Linked DNA regions of Mus musculus: region 2 is linked to region 1. A link is a contact called in public HiChIP or PLAC-seq data. All regions are on one chromosome and are shown on one strand. Each heading gives the region's core, a stretch centred on a gene start, on an enhancer-like site or on the middle of the called end of the contact. The rest is flanking DNA. Distances are from core to core; before and after follow the strand shown. Region 1 has its middle 14 kb from the start of Cryba1. Region 2 overlaps Gm29979 (a long non-coding RNA gene).

What was found. HiChIP or PLAC-seq counts read pairs in DNA pulled down with a chosen protein or histone mark.
Region 2: an H3K27ac HiChIP or PLAC-seq map of embryonic stem cells shows a contact between it and region 1, with 5 read pairs. The contact joins two enhancer-like sites. A contact is called at or near these places in 1 of 39 promoter capture datasets (macrophages), 4 of 484 Hi-C or Micro-C datasets (CD8 T cells, bone marrow-derived macrophages, double positive thymocytes and 1 more), 3 of 115 datasets of contacts at active chromatin or transcription factors (bone marrow-derived macrophages, embryonic stem cells and intestinal villus epithelium) and 2 of 9 other capture datasets (liver and pancreatic islet).

What each region holds. Positions count from the first base shown.
Region 1 is chr11:77,736,181-77,742,882 of GRCm38.p6, reverse strand. No RefSeq gene overlaps it. Among named protein-coding and RNA genes, the nearest start is that of Cryba1, 14 kb to the right of the region's middle. Within about 2 kb of position 4,067, at least 9 of the 459 cell types and tissues checked have an H3K27ac peak or open chromatin away from gene starts, as enhancers often do. A contact at or near this core is called in embryonic stem cells, where this site is marked.
Region 2 is chr11:77,904,581-77,911,282 of GRCm38.p6, reverse strand. It overlaps Gm29979 (a long non-coding RNA gene), which reads right to left. Exons shown (of 4, transcript XR_388869.4): 4 at 4,045-4,394. Among named protein-coding and RNA genes, the nearest start is that of Gm29979, 11 kb to the right of the region's middle. RefSeq lists an enhancer at 3,555-5,273. Within about 2 kb of position 4,387, at least 24 of the 459 cell types and tissues checked have an H3K27ac peak or open chromatin away from gene starts, as enhancers often do. A contact at or near this core is called in embryonic stem cells, where this site is marked.

The DNA of each region.
Region 1 (6,702 bases), core at 2,818-5,317:
CCAGCTGCTCAGGACTCCAAAAGGAACTGCTCCAGCAAGAGAAAGGGGGGGGGTGCTGGAGAGATGGATGGCTCAGCAGTTAAGAATGCCAACTGCTTTTCCGAAGGTCGTGAGTTCAAATCCCAGCAACTACATGATGGCTCACAACCATCTGTAATGAGATCCGATGCCCTCTTCTGGGATGTCTGAAGACAGCTACAGTGTACTTACATGTAATAAATAAATATTTAAGAGAGAGAGAGAGAGAGAGAGGGAGAGAGAGAGAGAGAGAGAGAGAGAGAGAGCTGAGTAGTCCCTTTGCCCCTTTGCATCTGAGTTTCAGAAGCCACTTGGTACCACTTCTGCCTACCATCCTGGACATACTCTATGTACCCAATCAGCTCAAAAGGGGACTGTCAAATAATTTGCAATCTGTTTCTTTTTTAAATCGTGTGCTTCTCTCTCCTCCCTCCAGGCCCTTCCTCGTGTGTTATTTGTATGTATGTGCATGCACCTGTGTTAGAACGGGTGTATGAGTACCACAGTCTGGGCACCGTCCACCTGTGGAGATATCAGTCCTTACCATCATGTTGTTGGAGACAGCATCTCCTTGTTGTCTGAGACATTCACCAGTCTAGCTGGCCCTTGAGGGGAATAGACTGCCTCTGCCTCTGATCTTGCTGGAGAAGCAGCATCGCAGCCGCACCACCCCAGCTTCTAGGCAGGTTCCAGGGGTTCAAGCCCAGGTCCTCACACTGTGCAGCAAGTGCTTTACGCACTGAGCCACCTCTTTAGTCCACATATTTGTTTTTGTTTTTAATATTTAGTTATTTATTTTCACTGGGCACATGGCACATGCCTTTAATCCCAGCACTTGGGAGGCAGATCTCTGTGAGTTTGAGGCCAGCCTGTTATACAGAATGAGTTCCAGAACAGCCAAGAGTACACAGAGAAACCCTGACTCAAAAAACAGAAACAAACAAACAAATGGTTTATGTATTTTCATTTTATATACATGGGTGGTTTGAGATGGAGAGATGGCTCGATGGTTAAGAGCACTTGCTGCGCTTCCAGAGAACCCAGGTTTGCTTCTCAGCGCCAACATGGAGGCTCACGACCAATGTAACGCCAGTTCCAAGGGATCCAAAGTCCTCTCACGACCATGGAGGCTCATGACATGGTGTACATACGTGTACATATATACACACAGGCAAAACACTATAAAATAAAAATAAAGGATGAAAATTATGTGTATGGCTGTTTTGCCTGCATGCATATGAAGGCTCTATGTGCATACAGTGCCCACAAAGATCAGACAGAGAGGGCATCAGATCTCCTGGAAGGAGTTACAGAAAGCTGTGAGCCACATCACCCAGATCCTTGACAAAACCTACAAGTATGCTTAACCACTGAACCATCCAATCCAACAACCAAACGCTAAGCAAGAGCATACCATTTAGATTGGACACTAAATAAGAGAAAAGAATGAACCTTGAACTGATTTACACCACTGGTTATCTTACCTGTCTCTCCTGTCCTACCTCACACACCCGTGTACACAGATGTTCTCCCAAGAGAAGTGCATTTGGCCCACATGACTGGAGGAATCAGCAGACACTGCAATGCCACAGGATGGTTTCCGTGTGCTCACAGCAACTCACCCAACATACCTCAGGCAGCAGCTGCCTCTCCAACACTCGCACCACCCTGCCCTCTGCTCCTCCAGCCCAGCACTCCTTGCTGGATCCTTGCTCGCACCTACTGTGATCAAAGACATCTTTGTCTATATCATCCTTGTCTTGGTCAACCCATACCATCATGGTTCTCTTAGCACCAAGCTCGGGGCTCCAGATAATATCTGAGCAGGTTCGTGTTATACAAATAGCCTTCAGTTGACGCTGTGGGCTGCTGGAGATTGGAGATGAGTGTAGAGTCCTGAGTCTGGTTAGAAGCCTGCTCCAGCCAGACCTCAGTTAATGGGTTGACTGAAATGGGATGAGAGCAGGAGCCAGATTGGCAGATGCTGACAAAGGTGGGAAGATGGAGAGAAGCAGGAGGTAGAGATAGCACCTGAGTTTCTGATCTGGAGAGCGGACTTAAGTGGGGTCACCATTTGCTGAGAGAAGAGATGGAGGAGGCTCAGGCAGATGATAATAAAAACCTCAGTGTGATCTCCGCTGAACTGCAAGGGGGTGGGTGGGGAAGCCAGAAGATAGCCAGTGCAAAGTCAAGGGATACAAAGACAGTGAAATGACAGTAGGTGCTCAGATGCACCCCACCTTGAGAGTTGATGGCTCCTCTGAAGTGAAGGCTCTGGGTTTTTCTTCAAAGCCTGTAAGTCTCTCTCCCTTTGCCAAGTCTGGAAGGAATCAGCCTCCAGGACAGGAACCAGGCTGGAAGGTGCCAGATGAGAATCTCCCCAGTGTCCTCAGTGTGTGCTGACAAGAAGGCGCTCCCCTTGCCTCCCAGTCTTCTGTTGTGTTGTAAATATGAGAGGATGGGCACCTCAGACCTTCCGGTTCTCTTCAACCCTTGTATTGCATTGTTATTATTCAAACTATGATTATGATTATATATATGTATGTGTATATGTATATATATATGTGTGTGTATATGTATATATATAAGTATATACATGTATATGTGTATATATATATATATATATATATATATATATGTATGTGTGTGTGTATATATATGGGTGTTTTTCTTTTTTTCTTTGTTTCTGTTTCTGTTTTTTTTTTTTTTTTGATTATTTGTTTTTTCAAGATAGGGTTTCTCTGTATAACCCTGGCTGTCCTGGAACTTGCTCTGTTGTGGAAAATATTAATTGGGAATTTCTACTCCTTTCTGCTTTTGATCATTCAGTTTCCAGATGAAAGACACAACACCTTTACATTTATAGTAAGCCTTAACAGCACTAGAGCTGAGCAGATACCAGCCCTCTAAGCTATTTTGTCTACTTCCCTGTCAATAAAGCCCAGATGTGACTTGCCATGTTCTGCCTGGGCTGTTCTTACAATGACTGGCCCACGGCCAGTTCTTCTGATCCCTTACTCCATGGTGTCTTCCTCTCTTCTCTCTCTCCTCTTCCTCCAGCCTCTGCCTCAGACCCTAATCCCTAGAAACCAGAGATCCACTACCTCTCTTCTGCCCAGCTATAGGCATCTTTATTCAACTAATAGTTTTAAATTAAGGAGCAGGGTTACATAGCATCACTTGGTACATGAGGATTTCCTTGTCCCTGAGGCAACCAGGTCTTGGGGACCAGTATTTAGCATTATGATACATGGCAACATACCAAACCTCAACACTGGAGATCAGGCAGGTCTCAAACTCAGAGATCTACCTGCCTCTGCCTCCCCCCCCCCCCCCCCCCCCCCCCCCCCCGACCTCAAGTCCTGGGGTTAAAGTGCATCGCCACTGCCTGTTTTTTGAGCATGCATGTTTGCATACCACTTCCATGCCTGAGTAGCCAGAAAGCCATCAGTTTTCCTGGATTGGAGTTATAGACGGTGTGAGCCAGAATGTGGTGCTGAGAACCCAGTCCGAGTTGTCTGGAAGAGCAGCCAGTGTGCTCATCTCTGAGCTGTCTCTCTAGCCCTATAATTATGATTTTGGCTAAGGTTAAATTATTTTAAATTAAATGCAGGGTACAAGACACTAATCCCATTCCCCTACCTTCTCCCCACCTCAAAAAAGAAAAGAGAAGAAAAAGTCTATCAGCAGAAGCAAGCTAATTGCTGGAGGACCCTGACAGGTGAGCCACATGCTAAATGTTTTGTTTGTTTGTTTGTTTGTTTGATTGGTTTGGGCTTTTTTGGGGAGGGGTGTTGCTTATTTGTTTGTTTTGTTTTGTTTTTTGAAGCTTGCTCTGTAGACTAGGCTGGCCTTGAACTTACAGAGATATACCTGCCTCTGCCTCCGGAGTGCTATGATTAACAGTGTGAGCAGGGACTACTGGGCCCCTTCTAAGCTCCTAAATCACTCCGTTTCTCTTTTCTCCATTCCCGGACCAGGTTCCTCGGTTACCCACTGCTCCAAAGGCCCTATTCAGGCCTCAAGGTCACCTCCTGCCATTCCAGTCATCTCTGTTGAAAAGGTATTTTGTTTTAAGTTATCTACATTTCTTTGGGCAGGTATGAGCACAGTGCAGATGCCTATGGAAATCAGAAGCGCTGGGTCCCTCTGGAGCTGGAGTTGCAGGTGGTTGCTGGGAACCAAACCTCCGTTCTCTGCTCTTAACTGCTAAGACAGATTGCCAGCCCTTCCTGCTATCTTCTTAAAAACCGGTTAGGGTCAGGCACTTGGGAGGCAGAGGTAGGGAAACTGCTACGTGTTCAATACCATCCTGGGCTACATAATGAGACCCTATTTCCTCCCTCAGAGAAATACAAAGAAAAGGAATGAAAATTAGCATTATACTTTCATTCTTTCTTTTTTTTTCCATTCCTTTTTTAAAAGATTTATTTGTTTACTTTATGCATGTGAGTACACAGTCTCTATCTTCAGACACACCAGAAAAGGGCATCGGACCCCCATTACAGATGGTTGTGAGCCACCATGTGGTTGCTGGGAATTGAACTCAGGACCCCTGGAAGAACAGCCAGTGCTCTTAACCGCTGAGCCATCTCTCCAGCCCTTTTTTTACATTCTTTATTTTTCTACTTCCCCTACTAGAAGAAACATTATTTATTTGGAGTTTTGTTTTGTTTGTTCATTTGTTTGTTTGTTGAAACAGTTTGTCTCTATGTAACCTGGCTGTCCTGAAACACAACAGATTAGGTTGGTCTTGAACTCATAGAGATCCTCTTGTCTTTGCCTCTCAAGTGCTGGGATTAAAGACATTTTCCACCCCACCCAGTTTACCCCTACCTCACCCTGCACTTTTAAAGTGTGGAAGAGAGAGAGAGAGAGAGAGAGAGAGAGAGAGAGAGAGAGAGAGAGAGAGAGAGAGAGAGGGAGAGAGAGAGAGAGAGAGAGAGAGAGAGAGAGAGAGAGATGCTTCCAGGGACTCTTTATGCAAATTGATTGCTTCACTGCTCACAGCAATTCTAAGAGCTAGATGTGTGTTTGTATCAGCCTAGAAGATAATAATGGATTGTAAATTAACTAAATTGATAGAGATTGATAGTTAACATGGTCAAAAACACTGTTGAGCCCAAGTAGTGTGAATACAGACAGTCCTAGCTGCAGGGCTGTTGGCATTGTTTAACACAAAATTCCCAAGTTCCATCCCCACAGAGTCTAACTAAGCCTGAGAGAACAAGCAGGGTCGATTTTTAACTGCACTTTCCATGGACCACGCTTTGAAAACTCTCATCTTTTCTTCTAGCAAAAGTCTTTCCTATGCCTCTGATCCCTCTTCCCCAAGGAGCTTGCTTTCCACTCTGGCTGGGAATGCTGATGCTCTGAAGCCTGACGTACGCCCCCTGGTGGTCAGAGACGAAAGATCAGGAGGATAGCCAGTAGGATCCCTGGTCAACAGGACAAATTACCAATATTCTAGAATTACATTCAGCCAGTGATCCCCTGCCAGCAGTAAGCCAATGTCACACACAATATACCTTACAGAAACAAGGCTTCATACGACAGATCCTCCAGGGTGGCTGTCCACCTGTTTTGTTTTTGTTTTTGTTTTTTTTTAATCTATAGATAGATTCATTCCAAGCTGCATGTGGGCAAACTGTTCTCTGGTCCAGTTATCTGTATCTTACAACATGGGGCTCTAGATTCTAGGACTTTACAGAAATGCAAAGATGAGACAAGTTCTCAAGTAGCCTAGGTTGATCTCCACCTCCAGGCTGGGATTACAAGCATGTAACACCTCTCCCCACAAGAGAAAGATTCTCATATATACCTCAGGCTAACATGGAGCTTAAGATCCTCCTGCCTCGGGATTACAGATGTGTGCCATTTTGCCTGGCCTCACATCAGTCTTAAATCATTTACCTTAAAAAGAAAAAGTGCCAAGCAGTGGTGGTGCATGCCTGTAATCTCAGCACTCCAGAGGCAGAGGTAAGCAGATCTCTGTGAGTTCCTGGTCTACGGAATGAGTTCCAGATCAGCCTGGTCTGCAGAGTGAGTTCTAGGGTAGCCAAGGCTACACAAAAAACCCTGTCTCAAGAAAGAAAGAAAGAGAAAGAAAGAAAGAAGGAAAGAAAGAAAGGAAGGAAGAAAGGAGGGAGGGAGGGAGGAAGGAAGGAAGGAAGGAAGGAAGGAAGGAAGGAAGGAAGGAAAGCTGGAGAGGCGGCTCAGTGGTTAAGAGCACTGGCTATTCTTCTAGAGATCCTGAGTTCAAATCCCAGCAACAACATGGTGACTCACAACTCTGTAATGGGATCTGATGCCTTCTTCTGGTGTGCAGGAAAACAGAACACTCATATATGTAAAATAAACAAATAAACCTTAAAAGAAAAAAAAAAAAAAGACCAGGGCTGGAGGTTAGGAGCACTGACTGCTCTTCTTAGAGGCCCTGAGTTCAATTCCCACCAACCACATGGTGGTTCACAACCATCTGTAATGGGAGCTGATGCCCTCTTCTGGTGTGTCTGAAGAGACCAACAGTATACTCACGTACATTAAATAAATAAATCTTTAGAAAAAAAACAACAACAATTTCAATGCAGTTGAGGAACAAGACATGTAGTAGTTCTGAGTCCTCTGTGACGTATGGACCTCAAAGTCATGTGTGAGTGCAAATGTGTCAGTATGGGTTAAAAC
Region 2 (6,702 bases), core at 3,138-5,637, 170 kb before region 1:
AGTGAAATCCTGTCTTAAATAAATAAATGGATGTAAAGCATGCAGATGAGGGCTACATGTAGTGGCACACATCTGTGGTCTCAACACTCAGGAGCTCGAGACAGGAGGATCACAGGAAGTCTAAAGCCAACTTGGACTATACAGTGAGACCCTACTTTAAAATAAAAACATTATTTTAAAGGATGAAAAGAAAGAAGCATACACACACACACACAAAGTTTTTTGATCCACAGTATCACATTTCTTTCTATGTTGTTTTAATCTCTAGTTCAACCATCAGCAGCTGCTCCCAGCCCCAACATCCATCAGACTCATTCATCACAGGCCAAGGGTCAGGTCTGAGGTGGACCCATGGGAGGCTAAGTTTTTCCCCTGCCACTGGCAGGATGGTATATATTTATATATTTAATGATTTTACTATTTCTCTCTACCTTATGTGTATTAGTGTGGCTGTCTGTCTGTCTGTCTGTGTAAGAGTGTTGGATCTCCTGGAACTGGAGTCAGACAGTTGTGAGCTGCCATGTGGGCACTGGGACCTAGGACCTCTGAAAGATGAGCCAGTGCTCCTAACCACTGAGCCATCCTGCCAGCTCCATATATTTATTCCTTTATACCAAGGATCAGACCTAGTGACTTGTACTTGCTAGGCAAGTGCTCTATCGCTGAGCCACAACCACAGTGCTGTGGCAATTCTTTCTTTAGGTCATCGGTAGGTGCCTGGGGAGTCTTTGTGACCCCTATAGGAAGTTGATGAAACCTGGGGTGTAGAATGCCTCAGCAGGTGGGACAGGGGCCTCCAGGAGTCTGAGTTATAAGATCAAAGTGGTATGTAGCCAGGACAGAGCTAGATCTTTCTCCCAGGTGTCCTATATCAGTGAGTTCAGATCACAGTGCTAAAAGCAGGGCTCTGACAGCTCCTTTTAGAGTTACATCTGGGCAAGTTCCAGTGGCACAGAGGAGACCTTCTAAAGCCAACATCTCCAGCTCCTGCACCCTCTAAATGTCAAAGTCAGACTTCTCTTGGATTCCAAACACCCAATTCTGTGACCTGCCTACAACCTTAGCCCTTTAGCTTTCTGGCAAGTGGACCCCTGTCATTTGGAAATGTTTAGAGAAACAAGACAGACAGGAGAAAGACTTATTGGTTTAGTATGGAAAGCTGGCTTTCTGAAAATGCCCCTCTCCTCCCTCCGGGGCCCCTGCATCTCCCTAGTATCTGAGGTTTCCTCTTGATAGGGGATGGAGGGGGGAGAAAGCCCAAGATTGCATCTCATTGGTGAGATGAATAATACATTTGAAGCATCTCACAAACTGTGTTTGATCCGCCTAAAGCTTCAACCGTTAACGTATTTCTCTTTATCCCCAGCAAGGGAGGGCTAGGAACTGTCAACATTTTCCTTTCTGCTTAATTTGTGCCCTCTCCATAAAGAGAAAAAACAGGGATTTGGGGGAGAGAGGGAGGCTGGGAAGGAGGAGGATGATACAGTCCTGGAATAACGTGAGGCGGGCGCTTCAGCACCATGGCCTGCTCCCGGAGCCTGGGAACTTCTAGGGTTGGCAGGACAGAGAAAGGGCAGTGTTGTTCCAGGGAGGGGGCTGTGTTGTGCGTGCTGGGGCTCTTTGGGTGCCAGTTTGCAGAATGGTATGAGCTTCCAAAGCTGGTTCCTTTGAGGGCCCTGCCCAAGTGTTCCTGGAAGGGGAGGGGAGGTGGGAGGTTGAGGCTGGCTGGTTGCTAAGCACCCACGATGCTTCTTTTGATTCATAGCAAGCAGAGAAGCCATATCCAGGCTCAGGGGCCAGTGCTGTGTCTGTGTTTTAAGCTGCACACTTCAGCCACTCTCCGTGTTTCTCCAAGGGGGTGGCTTTAGCAGTAAGGATGCTCTCCATGGACACTGGTGGTAAGAGGGGGCCAGGGAAAGTTCACATTTTTAAAAAGTCTATTTTGTCCGGGCAGGGTGGCACACGCCTTTAGTCCCAGCACTTGGGAGGCAGAGGCAGGCAGATTTCTGAGTTCGAGGCCAGCCTGGTCTACAAAGTGAGTTCCAGGACAGCCAGGGCTATACAGAGAAACCCTGTCTCAAAAAACAAAACAACAAAAAGTTGAGCTGGTGAGATGGCTCAGCGGTTAAGAGCACCGACTGCTCTTTTAAAGGTCCTGAGTTCAAATCCCAGCAACCACATGGTGGCTCACAACCATCCATAACAAAATCTGATGCTTTCTTCTGGAGTGTCTGAAGACAGCTACAGTGTAATTACATATAATAAATAAATAAATATTTAAAAAAATTTTAAAGTATTTTGCTTTATTGATTTTACTTTATGTATGAGTGTTTTGCCTGAATGTATGTATGTGTATCATGGAGGCTAAACAAGTGTGTCAGATCCCCCAGAACTGGAGTTACAGTGGGCTGTGAGCTACCATGTACGTTCCAGGAACTGAACTCAAGTCCTGTGGAAGAGCAACAAGTGCTCTTAGCTGCTGAGCTGAGCCGTTGTCTTTCCAGCCCTGAGAGTTCACATTCTTATCTACATTGCTGCTGTTTTGCCAAGTCTGCAGTGTCCTGCCCCTTCTCTGTCCTGTATGACAGGGAACAAGACAGAGGAGGTTAGAAGCTCAGACAACGGAGGGCCAGCTGGGTCTTCTCTTTGACTGCCCATATGTCTCAGTTTTCTGTGTATAAAATAGAGATGCTCACAGTGACATTTTAAGATCTGTTGGCAATTCAGTATGTGTCCTTAGGTCTCGAGGGCAGTGCTCAGAACACAGGCTGAACCATGTGTATTGCCTCTTATTATTTTTGTTTGTTTGGTTGGTTTGGTTTTGCTTTTTATTTTTGAGACAGGATTTCTCTGTGTAACAGCCCTGGCTGTTCTGGACTCTGCTTTGTAGACCAGTCTAACCTTGAACTCACAGAGATCCACCTGCCTCTGCCTATCATCACTAGGACTAAAGGTATGCACCATTATGCCTGGCTGACTTTTCTTTTTGGAAGAGATGGGGCCTTGTTATATTGTCTAGGGTATTCCCCACAACTCCTGGGCCCAACTGACCCTCCTGCCTCAGCTTCCTAAAAAGGTGGGACTGTGTGCATGTGCCATCCTGTTGGCTGTAATTAGTTGTCATTGTTAGCCTTTCCACAATCATGTAGTCCTTCTCTTCACAACTGGCCTTAAAACTATCCCATTTCCTTCTCTGGGAAGCTTGCTCCCCTCTATCTCCATTCAACCCCCCCCACCCCAAGCCCTTCCCAAGAGCCCTTCCCAAGCCTCTTATTCTCCTGTCCACCTTGGCTGGGACCTATAGTCACACTTCTCCAAGCACCTCCATTCCTAGAGGCTGCCTGGTGATGCCCCAGAAGTCTGCTGACAGGTTATCAGATTTGGCCAGATCTTTTGGGTTTTGGGGGTAGTGTCTCTTGTAGCCCAAAGTGTCTTCAAACACAGTAAGTAGCTGAGGATGTCCTTGAATTCTCCATCTTCCCCCACCTCAGATTGCTGGGATTACAAACCAGACTAGTCAGGTCATTTTTCTGGTTTCTAACAGTTCCTCTCATCTGCATGAGCCTGGCTTGACTTTGATGGCTTTTCTGTCTCCTACAGTGGCCTGTACAGGACATGCGTATCCTCTAGGGAACTGGTGGTATATTGTCGTGGAGACAGCTTTTCTCAGAGGGACACAGAGCAGGTTGTCCCCACTGGGGTAGGTACATTGAATAGAAGAACAAGTGATTTTCCTAACAGTAAGTAATGTGTCTCCATCTTGAACTATTAATTCCTCTGTCTCACAGGCTCCCATACCTACCTTTCCACCCCAACCTCCCACCCCAACCCCTAACCCACCCAACCTCCCACCCCAACCCCTAACCCCCCCAACCTCCCACCCCAACTCCCAACCCTTCTAACCCCTCCATCCCGGCTCTTACTAGGAAAGCTACCTATCAAGTCTTCCCTCAGTCTGTCCAGTCGCAGCTGAGAGAACAGAGACTTAGGCATGGCAGTGAAAAAGCATCCCAGAATCCTCTGGTGCGGAGGAGGAGGCAGGAATCCCCTGAAGCAAACAGAGCGTGTGTATTTTGGAGAGAGGTCAGGGGGTGTCTGGAGGATGCAGGACCTCCCTGTAGGACAAATCAGGCCCAGTGGTTCTGGCAGCCTGGCATGTGTGTCTGCCCCGTGCTCCTGGGCCCTTCTGTTCAGGCCTGGCATCCCATGGAGGCTACATTCTGCTTAGGAGTTCGGAGCACAGACGGGGAGGCGGGCCTTGCAGAGAATCGATTTGCGGGACCAGCGGGGGCTTTCTCTTCCTCCTTACTTCCCAGATCTTTGATCTCTTGTCCTCCCTCCATAGTTCTGTTTCCCTGCTTTCTCCTTCTTCCGTGGCTGAATCACAGCAGGCTCTGTTGGGGGAGGGGGAAAGGGGTGTCAGTTCTTTGTCCTCTTGTGTCCTGTGACTGGGTGGGTCCTAGCCTCCAACTCAAGTCATGAGGCGCAGGGTTCTGGCTATGGTGGGAGTGGGGTCTCTCTCTCTCTCTCTCTCTCTCTCTCTCTCTCTCTCTCTCTCTCACACACACACACACACACACACACACACACACACACAAAGAATTCAGAGCATCAGCGAGACCATGCGGAAGACTGAGGTAGGGAGAATCAGGGGCGACGGAAAAAAAAGAGAATTCAGCAAATTAAAATTTTTACAACCATCCGGCAAGTCTGCAAAAATGTAGTTCCCTGCGGTCTTTCATTTATCTCATTATCTGACTCCTAATGTGCCGCTTCCCCCTTTCTTTTCTCGCCACACTTTGGTGCAAAATCTTATTAGCTTTTCTTTTTTTTTTTTTTTTTTTTTCTGGCAGGGGCTTCATATAGTCTTTTTCATTACATTTCCTAATAAAAGCAATCACTAGGATGGCACGGCTGGAGGATTAAAAAGCCACCTCAGCAGCCTCCTGGCTAGCAGAGCCTCAGCTCGGCTCAGGGCTCACTGTAGCCTTGTCAAGTCGCCAGGGGAAACAGGCCAGACCCGGAGGGATGGATCAGAGACACCCGGGTTAGACTGCGGAACATTCCAGGGCTGGGAGAGGAGCTACAACGGGCCGCCGAGTCACGATGTTAGAGAAGGGGGAAAAGCAGGAATGTTAGACACCAGTTCGTCAATCCAGCTAAGACCATCCACTTCCTCCCAAAATAAAAAGACTTTGAGCTTTGTCTTTGGACTCTGGCCCAAGCTGTCATGGATTCTTTTGAGTTACACTGTTGATGGCAACTATCAGCTTTTGAAGAAGGTAGAATGGATTTATTTGTCCAGGACTTTGTTAAAATTCTCAATAAACATTTAAGAGAAAATGTAGCATTTACTTATTTTTTTTGTTTTTTATTTTTGTTTTTTGAGACAGGGTTTCTCTGTGTAGCCCTGGCTGTCCTGGAACTCACTCTGTAGACCAGGCTGGCCTTGAACTCAGAAATCTGCCTGCCTCTGCCTCCTGAGTGCTGGGATTAAAGGCGTGCGCCACCACCGCCTGGCGCATTTACTTATTTTAAAGGTCACACTGTTATGTCACCTTTGCCCCGTGCCCACCTCCACGATTTTTTTTTTTTTTTTTTGGTCTTCCCGAAGGGAAATGCCATACCACCCGTTCCCTGCCCAGCCCCACGAACTTCATTTTTTCTTTTTACCTCAATGGAGCCTGCAGTCTAGATGGCCCTTGGAAATGGACTGTCCCTCATTCTGGGTCCTCATTGAGCACTCGGCACAATGTCCCCAGTGCTCACCGGGTTGTAAGAAAGGATAGAAAGTCACCCTACTTGCTTTGCTTCTGCTTTTAAAAAAGACTTATTTTTATTCATTCTAACCGTGTGCATGTGTGTGTTTGCATGTTTGCAAGTGTGTGCATGAGCCCACAGAGCCAGAGGTTCAGATACTCTGGGCTGTGGTACAGACAGCTGTGAGCTGCCTGATATAGGTGCAGGTCCTTTGGAAGAGCAGCCCGTGCTCTTCACTACTGAGCCATCTCCAGCCCCAGAAAGTGACCCCCTTGAAGGCTGAATGGTATTCCTTTGTAAGAATTGCCAACTTTTGTTTATGCTACCTTTTAAAAAAAAATTCCAGCCTAGCCAGATGGTGGTAGTGAAAGCAGGCAATGGTGACACACACCTTTAATCCCAGCGCTCAGGAAAGCAGAGGCAGGAGGATGCCTGTGAGTTCAAGGACAGCCAGGGCTAAACAGAGAAGCCCTTTCTCAAAAACCAAAAACCAAAAGACAAGAAAAAAAAAAACCCAGACTTAAAAATCTTTTCCATCAAAGGAAGTTGAAGAGGGGATCCTCCCAAAACCCTCTCACTAAGGTTGGCTTCTTCCTGCTCTTCCTGCTGCCCTGCCTCTGTGATGCTAATGACTAAACCGCTGCCCCATCTTTGACTGACTGAGCTCACTAAAGACTGACTGGGTTTGTTGCTTGGCTCAGATATTTGGTTTGGGGGAAGGGCTAAAAATGATAGAAAACTGGGTCTGACAAAGCAAGCAAAATAAGGAGAAAAAGTAAAATAAACCAAACTGCCTATAATAGACATTTTGTTGCCTGGGTTATAAACTGGCTCTAAAACTTTGTCCCATGTCACCCTGCAAGGTGATGTCACCTGCACTGAGGGCTGCCGGGCTTAGCCACACACACAACTTCTGGGGCCGGAAAAGGTTGGCTTAGAAGA